Regions from separate parts of the Sus scrofa genome. Here region 2 is linked to region 1. Evidence: chromatin contacts called from public HiChIP or PLAC-seq data. All regions are on one chromosome and are shown on one strand. Each heading gives the region's core, a stretch centred on a gene start, on an enhancer-like site or on the middle of the called end of the contact. The rest is flanking DNA. Distances are from core to core; before and after follow the strand shown.

Region 1 (5,244 bases), core at 1,470-3,969:
TGTAGAACTGTGTAAGAGAGATATACAACACAAAATGATAAACATAAGATTTTTAAGTTAATAACTGTGTTGCCAGGTTAGAGAATGAGCCTAAGGTATTCAGAAAGGACGCTCCTCCTTGAGGGTAAGAGGGTCAAAAACAATATTTCAAAATAAGAAAGAATGCAATAAAATAAAAACAGGCACAGAGGGTATTATCCATGCCCTGGATTTTTTTTAAACGAATTACCTTTAATCTCCAACCAGAATGAGAGATATCTGTTTCTCTGCAAAAAAATCTTGTGGATTTTGTGCCCACATTTAACAACTGTTCTCCTGGTAATCCTTGAGTCTGAGAAATGTATCGAATCTAAAAAATAAATTATAAAACAGTTACTCTTTTTATTCCAAGAGGTAATAGTGGGAAACCACTGAAGAAATTTATGCAGAAAATTTTGACAAGTTGCTTGACTTAATGACAAGCTGACTTAAGGTGGTGAAGTAGGACTACGGGAGCAGTGGATGGGACGTGTCTACATCATTGGCATTCATATGACTGGCTGAACATTCTTCCCCCAGGACAAGCTCTCCCCTCCTTGGTACCTCTCTCTCTCCATACTCTGTTGAATTTTTTCTGCTGTTCTTTTTACCATCTGATATTCTGTACATTTACATCCTTTTTTTCTTACTCCATCCTGCAGCAGAATATGTTTCATGAAAGGAAGAACTTTTTGTTTCCTTTCATGTACACCCCTGATAGAGCCTGGTATATATATACAGCTGGCCCTCATACATTCCCCAACTCAATAACTCCGAAGCACAAGGAATAAACAGAGGACTGACTCCTTTAAACTGCGTTTGCGAACACAATGTTTCTTTCTTTTCTTGGGGGCGGGGGGTTGTGTGGCACCCGTGGCATGTGGAGTTCCCAAGTCAGGGGTGGAACCTGTGCCACAGCAGTGACCCAAGCTGCTGCAGTGACAATGCTGGATCCATGAATTGCTGCATCACAAAGGAACTCCCAGTGTTCTTTTTTAAACCTCAGAGACAATCAGTCCATCTTCTTCTGCATGATCTATTCTTTTCTCTCTATGAGATCTTTGCCCTCAATCTACAAGTATGTTTAGTATCTTCCAGCCTAAAAACAAAAAATAATACCCAACTCCTTTAACTATTTTAAATGACTTTCTTACTCAGTTGAAAGTCTTAAAATAGTGGCCTATATTTTAACTCCATTCTAACTTCAACACACAACAGTAAGAATTTTACTATTGGAAGTTCCCATCATGGCACAATGGAAACGATTCCAACCAGGAATCATGAGGTTGAGGGTTCGATCCCTGGCCTTGCTCAGTGGGTTAAGGATCTAGCACTGCCGTGAGCGGTGGTGTAGGTCACAGACACAGCTCAGATCCAGTGTTGCTGTGACATTGCTATGGCTGTGTTGTAGGCAAGCAGCTGTAGCTCTGATTAGACCCCTAGCCTGGGAACCTCCATATGCCAAAAAAAGAAAAAAAAAAGAAAAAAAAGAAAAAAAGAAAGAATTTTACTGTTACTCTTACAATATGGTACTAAGATAAGTAATATCCTGTTAATAACTGACACAATAATAGTCACATATTAAATCCTTATCTTTCTTTGACACTATTGGCCATTATCGTCTTACTTAAAAACTCTATTGACTTATAACGTCCATTTCCACCTCATTTTTTTCTAGTTCTCTTCCTACTTTCTAGACTTTGAATGCCTTCCTCCATTTGTTGCATGGCACTGCATTCCAGAATTTTAACTGTCTTCTTTCCCTCTACAAGGTCCAAGTGCCCACAGTTTTATCTCTGTTTCTGTATATAAATATTTATCTCTAGCTCTAGAGCTGTAGCTCCAACTGCTTACTGAAACTCTCCATCTGGCAGGCCTTTAGGAACCTCAAAGTGAACATACCCTAAACAGATTTTCCCTTAAAACTGTTAATCCTCATGCATTCCCCGCTTTGGTGAACACTACCACCAACCGACTGCCCACATCAGATACCTGAAATTTATGTCAGACAAGTCCCATTCCCTCATCACCCTCCTCCCAACATCTAAAACCCTAACCATTTTACCACATTAGTATTTTTCATAACTGTCACTCTCTCCATCGCTCTTTGAGGTTTTCTTCAGTTATGAGCTATACAATCTCACAGTCCTCCTAATCAGTCCAAGTGCCTTCTGCCTAAGGACCCCATCCACTCACCCCCAATTCATTATTCATATTGCTAAGAACAAGAAATTGCTAACAGCCATTTTGCTAAAATGAAAATCTTACTTTTACTCCCCCTGCGTAAAACTACTTTACTGCCTACACAATGGATTCCAAATCTCTAATCATGGCAGAGGGGCCCTCCAGCTTTATCTCTTTCCAGCTCTTTATACTCCTGAATCCAGCCCCATCTAGCACCAAGCTAAACTTTGCCTAGGCTAGTTTCTCTTTCTTGTTTGCTCTCAACTCCTACTTACCAATGTCCCTGTCCTCCTCCCTCCTCACTCCCTTCTCTGCCACTTCACCAAATCTACATGACAAACTTTTTCTGTTCCTTCTTTAAGACCCAGTTTAAGAAATTCTCCTATGGGGGTTCCCAATCTGGCTCAGTGGTAACAAACCCAGCTAGTATCCATGAGAATGCAGGTTCAATCCCTGGGCTAGCTCAGTGGGTTAAAGACACGGCATTGCCATGAGCTGTAGCGTAGGTTGCAGACATGGCTCAGATCCCAAGTCACTGTGGCTATGGCATAAGCTGGCACCTACGCCTTCGATTTGACCCATAGCCTGGGAACTTCATATGCCATGGGTGTGGCCCTAAAAAGACAAAAAAGGAATTCTCCTCTGTAAAGTATGCCTAATCATCCAAAACAGAGAACATTATAAATCAACTATATGCCAATAAAAATTTTTTAAAAAATAAGGGAAAAAAAGAGGCAATTATCTTCCATGCTACCTTCGTACCTAGAAGGTAAAAATTTTAATGATTTATAACACTATATACAATTACATTTTTACTTGTCAGTTGCCCATTAAGACCATGCGTCCCCCAATTTTACATGAAATAACTAAAATCTCCATCTTACAAATTAGTTTCATTTCATTAAAGTACAATGTCTTCCCCTCACCCCACATCCCCCAAGTACCTGACTTCCTTGTTTTATGGAAACAGAAAATGAAAAGTACTAAGAGCTTAGGACCTGGGTGCCTCAGATGGCAGGAAAGGCATTCAACAACTCAACTTCAACATACACAGAGCATCATTATGCGTCAGATGCTAAATATCTACAGAAGAATAAAATACGGTGCCAAACTTCAAACAGCATTAATTCAGTAGAACAGAAAAATACTGAAGCACATAATAGCAATTAAACTAGAAGTGCCATTATGAAGAAGAAAACAAAGGGCTAAAAGGGCACATTAGAGCAATTAATGTACCCAAGACATTGGGATGGCACTGAAAAAAAAAAAAAAAAATGAAGTGGCAAATGAAGTTGCAAGTTTATTTTTGGTCAGGATGCCTGCCAGTCATTTAAAGAGAATCTGTTCCATCTATATGCTTCCCCTGTCCCCAACAGATGAAGGTTAAGGACCTGACTCAAAAACAATTCATGAGTTCCTGTCATGGCTCAGTAGAAACAAATCTGATCCAGCGTTGCTATGAGCTATGGTGTAGGTCACAGACACAGCTTGGATCTGACATTGTGGTGGCTGTGGCATAGGCTGGTGGCTACAGCTCCAATTCAACCCGAGAACCTCCATGTGCCATGGGTGCGGTCCTAAAAAGACCTCAAAAAAATAAATAAATAATTAAGAAAAAAATTCATACATTTGCCTTCAAACCTCAACTAGAATTAAGACTAAAAAAAATCACATTGTCAGAAATATGAACTATGAAATTCTAAATACTGTTGGAGGATGAGCTGAAGGGTTATAATGTAGAGCTAGATTTGATGGCCATGTTAACAAAATCTGAGTTAAGAGTGAGCAGAAATTCTGAGTAGCAAGTTAGAATCAGAACAGACAAAAGAACTTAGGGAGTTCTCTTGTGGCACCTTTTTATTTTTTTTCTAATTTTTGTTTTTTGTCTTTTTAGGGCTGCACCCGTGGCATATGGAGGTTCCCAGGCTATCAAGAAGAAAAATCAAGAAGAAACAGATCAACTGAACAGACGGACTGCTTGAAAGGAAATTGAATATGTAATAAACACACTCCCTACAAACAAAAGTCCAGGACCAGATGGCTTCGCAAGCAAATTCTACCAAACATACAAAGAGGAACTTATACCCATCCTCCTTAAACTTTTCCAAAAGGTTGAAGATGAAGGAACACCCCCAAAGACATTCTATGACAGCACCATCACCCTAATACCAAAACCAGACAAAGATACTACCAAAAAAGAAAACTATAGGTCAGTATCTCTGATGAATATAGATGCAAAAATTATCAACAAAATTTTAGCCAACCAAATCCAACAACATATAAAAAGATTATATGGAGTTCCCGTCGTGGCGCACCAGTGGTTAATGAATCCGACTAGGAACCATGAGGTTGCAGGTTCGATCCCTGCCCTTGCTCAGTGGGTTGATGATCCAACGTTGCCATTAGCTGTGGTGTAGGTCGCAGACGTGGCTCGGATCCCGAGTTGCTGTGGCTCTGGCGTAGGCTGGCAGCTACAGTTCTGATTAGACCCCTAGCCTGGGAATCTCCATATGCCACGGGAGCGGCCCAAGAAATGGCAAAAAGACAAAAAAATAGAAATAAAAAAATAAATAAAAAGATCATACACCATGACCAACTGGGATTCATGCCATGTTCACAAGGATGGTTCAACATATGCAAATCAATCAATGTTACACACCACATTAACCAAAGAAAAGTCAAAAACCAATGATCATCTCAATAGATGCAGAAAAAGCATTTGACAAAATCCAACATCCATTCATGGTAAAAACTCTTATCAAAGTGGGTATAAAGGGAACACACCTTAACATAATAAAAGCCATTTATGACAAACCCACAGCCAATATAATACTCAATGGAGAAAAGCTGAAAGCCTTCCCACTAAAATCTGGAGCAAGACAAGGATGCCCATTCTCACCACTTTCATTCAACATGGTATTGGAAGTCCTAGCCATAGCAATCAGACAAATAAAACAAATAGAAACAAAGAAATAAAGAAAATAAAGAAATAAAAGGTATCCAAATTGGAAGAGAAGAGGTAAAATTGTCATTGTATGCAGA
Region 2 (5,244 bases), core at 1,910-4,409, 180 kb after region 1:
TGGAAACTCCTACCCTATTCTGCTTTTAATTTTGAAAAAAAAAGATTGACTACCAAGAGAGACTTAAGACTCTCTCTCGTATTTTCAGTTTTCTTAATGTTTTAACTACAGTAACCAAGGAATGACTTGGGTCAGGTGTCCCCCCGCCCCCTTTTGGAGGAAACATTTGGAAAAAAATTTATGTATAGAACAGATGGATTAGGTTGTGTTTGTCAAAATGGAGTTGATGGTCCATTGCATCATAATCCATTAGGTGCTTCATAAAAGTAGAGGTGCCTATACCTCAATTTCAGACATGCTGAAACAGATTCTGTAGGTGAGACCGAGTATCTTCATTGGAAATGAGTATCACAGGAGATTTTTATGTAAAAGACATTTTACAAACCACTTAATTAAGTTAGGGATTAAAAATACCTGAACCTTCGAATTTGTTTTTGAATACCTTCTTAATAAAATAGATGGAGAAAAACATTGCAGATCGTTTGAGGATTGTCAGGCCTTTGATAGTATTTTATTGATTTTTCTCCCCCTACTATATTGAGTCATTCATTACCCTTAATAGTGGAAAATACACATTATAGAAGTAGGTTTGAGACTCTTTCCTTGGTTGTTTTGTTGCAAAGATCAGCAAAAATCTTTTTTTTATCTTTAATTTTTTGGACACACTTGCAGCATTTGGAAGTTCCTGGGCCAGGGATTTGGAACCCATGCCATAGTAGCAACCCAGCTGCTGCAATGACAACACAGCAGTTTAATCACCTATCTCCCTCCATACTTTTAACATTTATCACTTGGTTTAAATTTTCGCTGATATCTGGTATAACTTAATTTCCATATGACCTCCAGCATAACACTTTCTCCATTTACCATAGAAACAGGCTATTTGGAGAAAGAGAACTACATTTGTTTTTTCTATCCAAATTTTACTTCCTTGTGACTTCACCCCCGCCCCCCAACAACTCCTTAATAGTAATTAGCTATCATATAGAATGTGGCTTGCAGCTTAACTCAGTTAAGCTGAGAGGCTACATCTCCATAGTTAGATGAAAAGCCTATTAAAAATGCTTCTCATGGAGGTCCCGCTGTGGTGCAGTGGGTTAAGGATGCTGTGTAGGTAGTGGCTGAGGCTCAGATTTGATCCCTAGCTGAGGAACTTCGATGTGCGACAGGTGTGGCCAAAAAAGAGCTTCTCCCTTTTCCAAACACATAACTGTAGTTTTATGGTCTTAAACTTTATCAAAAACAATATGTTACAATAGATTATAAGCAAAGCAGATAATGTCTCTATTTAGCCAGACATTAAAGAGCTCACAGAAATGCAAGACAGTGCCATTGTCACTAATTCTTTTTTCTTTTTATGACCACACCTGTAGAATACGGAAGTTACCAGGCTAGGGCTGGAATTAGAGCTGCAGCTGCAACCTATGCTGCAGCTTATGGCAATGCTGAATCCTTAACCCACTGAGCCACAATGGGAATTCCTTCACTATTTTTTTGTTTTGTTTTAGAAAATGTTTTATATAAAATTATACATTTATTTTAAAATGAATTAACAAGTTAGAAATTTTACAGTTTAATTCCTAATATGGTAATATTTTTAGATTTAACCCACATTTAAAAAAAAAAAATCTCTTTGGTTCCTCAGTTGTATTTCTCTCCTTTTTTTTGGCTGCCCTGTGGCATAAGGAGTTTGGATTTGAGCCACTGCAGAGGTGCCTGGGATCAAACCTGTGTCCCATTGTTGAAAAGACGCCACCAATCCTGATGTGTCACAGTGGGAACCCCTGGTTCCTTAGTGTAAGAGTGCAAAGCAGTTTGTTTTTTGTTTTTGTTTGTTTGTTTGTTTTTTTGGCTGCCCCTATGGCATGGGAAAGTTCCTGGGCCAGGGATTGAACCCATGCAGTAGCAGTGACAGCATTGGATCCTTAACCCATGGCACAACCAGGGAACTCCAATAAAACTGTAGAAAGTTGGAGAACTGTTGAAATAGTGCATGGAGCCTGTGAGGCAGTGTCCATAGTTCTTTTTCTCTGAGTTAGCTCCATATAAGAAAAGGATAAACGTAGAAAGTAAAAACACTATCAACTGAAGGGGAGAAAATTTTCGTCAATCATATATCCCATAAAGGACTTATATCCATAATAACTAAAGAACTCTTAACAATTCAGTAACAAAAAGATAACAATTAAAAATGGGCAGGAAGAGAGTTCCTGGGTGGCTCAACTGGTTAAGGATCCGACATTGTTACTGCTATGGCTCTGGTTGCTGCTGTGGTGTGGGTTCAATCCCTAGCCCAGGAATATTTGCATGCTCTAGGAGTGGCAAAAAAAAAAAGGAATTTGAGTAGACATTTCTCTAAAGGTACACAAATAGCTGCTAAAAACAAGTGTTGGTGACCTAGTTGAGAAGTTGGAACCCTCATACTGGTGGGACTATAAAATGGTTCAGTCACTTTGGAAAACAGTCTGAGAGTTTTTCATTTTAAACATAGAATTGCCTTATGACCTAGCAACTTCTAGGTATATACCTAAGAAAAAGAAAAGACAAAACGAACTCCTCTTAAAAGCTGGAAATAGGAGTTCCTGCTGTGACACAGTTGGTTAGGTATCCGGTGTTGCCATAGCTATGGTAAAGGTCACAGCTGTGGTTGGGATTCTATCCCTGACCAGGGAACTCCCATATGCTGAAGGTGCGGCCAAAAAAAAAAAAAAAATTGGAAATAATCTTTGGAGTTCCCATTGTGGCTCAGCGAGTTAGGGTTAAGATTCTGGCTTGTATCCACGAGTATGCGGGTTCAGTCCCTGGTTGCTTCTTCAGTGGGTTAAGGATCTAGTATTTCCGCAAGCTGTGGCATAGGTCACGGATGTGGCTCATATCTAGTGTTGCTGCGTCTGTTGTGTAGGCAGGCAGCTGCAGCTCTAGGCCAGAAACTTCCATATGCCCCAGGTGTGGCCCTAAAAAGAAAAACAACTAGAAATAATCCAGATGTTCATCAACTGATGAATAAATAAAATGATGAGATATCCATACAATGGAATATTTGGTAATAGAAAACATAATGCTATGTAATAAAACGTGAACTTTGAGAACACGCAAAGTGAAAGTCAGAAACAAAACTAAGTGTATGATATTTCCATGAAATACCCGCATATCTGTGGAAACTAAGTTGGTGGTTGCCTGGGGCTAGAGGAGTTGGGAAATGGGAATGACTTAATCAGTATGGGTTTCTATTTGAGAAGATAAAAAAATTTTTTTAAATCTATTGTTATAATGAACATACTAAATTTAAGCCATTGAATTTTACACTTTAAATAGGTGATTTGTATGGTATGTGATTATGTCTCAGTAAAGCCATTATTAAAAACAAAAGGTCTGAAGTTCTCTGGAGGTGCAGTCAGTGGGTTTAAGGATCTGACATGGTCATTGCTGTAGCTCAGGTCACTGCTGTGGTATCGGTTTTATCCTTGCCTGGGAACTTCTGCTTGCTGTGGAAGCAGCCAAATTATACAAATACACGTATAATGTATCCTATCTCCATACTTTTAGCCACTTGTACAGAGAGGAAAGTTGTTATTTTAGCTGTGCACTACTATTAGAAAAACAGTTAATAGAACAGATGCTGGAGATAGTTCCTCAGTAACATTTTCACCTTATTCAAAAATTAGTGGCATCTAGTTCACAATTTCTTTTTTGTCTTTTTAGGGCTGTACCTACAGCATGTAGAGGTTCCCTGGCTAGGGGTCGAATCGGAGCTGTAGCTGCTAGCCTACACCACAGTGACAGCAATGCCAGATCTGAGCCACGTCTTTGACATACATACACCACAGCTCACAGCAACCCCGGATCCTTAGCCCACTGAGCAAGGCCGGGGATTGAACCTGTGTCCTCATGGATACTCGGGTTTGTTAACCACTGGGCCATGACAGGAACTCCCAGTTCAAAATTTTTTTCTGATTTTTGAACCCATTCAAAATAGTATATGTTGGTGTATAACTCTATACTCCATGCGGTTGAGTTATTTTTCTGGTTTTTAAAATTGTGCAAATCAAAGAAGTTCCCAATGTCCTACTAATAATAAACGTGCATGCCTTGGGAGCTAGTTCAGCTTTTGTTCTGCTCTTGATTCGGTGCCCATCCTACTCCCCGTTAACATCACCATTATCTTCTTCCCGAAGAATGGTAATGGGATTACACTTTATTCTAAAGACAAAAGCTGGATTTTGATAGTTTCTTAGTGTTTTGGGGACATGTAAGGATGACATTGGCTGTTCTTTTGCTGTAACGAAGCAGAGTTCTGACATCATTCCATTACAAGTGGGCACTGGAAACTTGCCGCAAGTTTTCTTCAAGTAGTCTCTTTCTCTGATCTGGCAACAGAGTCAGGAAATAATAATAAAACTCCATTCTGTATGGAAGCTCAGTCTCCTTGTGGATACTAGAATTTTCCTTTGCTCTACAGCAGTTTGGTAACCAGGCCACAAAACAAAAACGAAAACAACAATTTCATGCTCTTGATTACCTAGCTGGTTCATAGCTGTGATGGTGAATGCCTTTTTATTGTGGGAATTAAATGTGACCTTCAACAGAGGATACTCTTGGCCATTTTGGTTTAAACCCCCCCCATTTTTTTCTCTGCCCCAAGGCATATGGAGTTCCAGGCCAGGGATCAGATCTGAACAGCAATCACAACCTAAGCTGCAGCTGTGGCAACGTTGGATCTCTAACCCACAGTGCTGGGCCGGGGATTGAACCTGCGACCGGCACTCCCGAGATGCCACTGATCCCATTGTGCCACGGTGGAAACTTCTACCTTCCTTTTTAATTAATTCAGTTGATTATTATCTATATAGATTGTTTTTGTTTTAAGGCCGCACCCTCGGGATATGGAGGTTCTATATTAGGCTGGGGGTCTAATCAATGCTACAGCTGCTGGCCTATACCACAGCTCACAGCAACACCAGATCCATAATCCACTGAGCGAGGCCAGGGATGGAACCCAAAACCTCATGGATACTAATTGGGTTTGTTAACTGCTAAGCCACTACAAGAACTCCTATATAGATTGTTTTATGAACATTTAACTATATCCTTGTTGAGAGGAAAACATTTAGGGTAGTAAGACATTCTGAAAAGAGCCAGCTGTGGTTTCTCCTGGATTCTAATTGGACAGTAGGCGGATTTGTGTATTATATTTTTCATTGTGAAGTAGGGTGATCTGTTACTTAACAAGGAATGACAATTAAT

What was found. HiChIP or PLAC-seq counts read pairs in DNA pulled down with a chosen protein or histone mark.
Region 2: an H3K27ac HiChIP or PLAC-seq map of alveolar macrophages shows a contact between it and region 1. The contact joins two enhancer-like sites. A contact is called at or near these places in 1 of 47 Hi-C or Micro-C datasets (epiblast stem cells) and 1 of 2 datasets of contacts at active chromatin or transcription factors (alveolar macrophages).

Annotation. Positions count from the first base shown.
Region 1 is chr2:27,595,857-27,601,100 of Sscrofa11.1, forward strand. HIPK3 (homeodomain-interacting protein kinase 3) reads right to left here. Exons shown (of 16, transcript XM_021083205.1): 4 at 230-349. Among named protein-coding and RNA genes, the nearest start is that of HIPK3, 87 kb to the right of the region's middle. Within about 2 kb of position 2,720, at least 2 of the 83 cell types and tissues checked have an H3K27ac peak or open chromatin away from gene starts, as enhancers often do. A contact at or near this core is called in alveolar macrophages, where this site is marked.
Region 2 is chr2:27,776,577-27,781,820 of Sscrofa11.1, forward strand. The region is part of intron 1 of CSTF3 (cleavage stimulation factor, 3' pre-RNA, subunit 3, 77kDa); the gene reads left to right. Among named protein-coding and RNA genes, the nearest start is that of CSTF3, 9.7 kb to the left of the region's middle. Within about 2 kb of position 3,160, at least 3 of the 83 cell types and tissues checked have an H3K27ac peak or open chromatin away from gene starts, as enhancers often do. A contact at or near this core is called in alveolar macrophages, where this site is marked.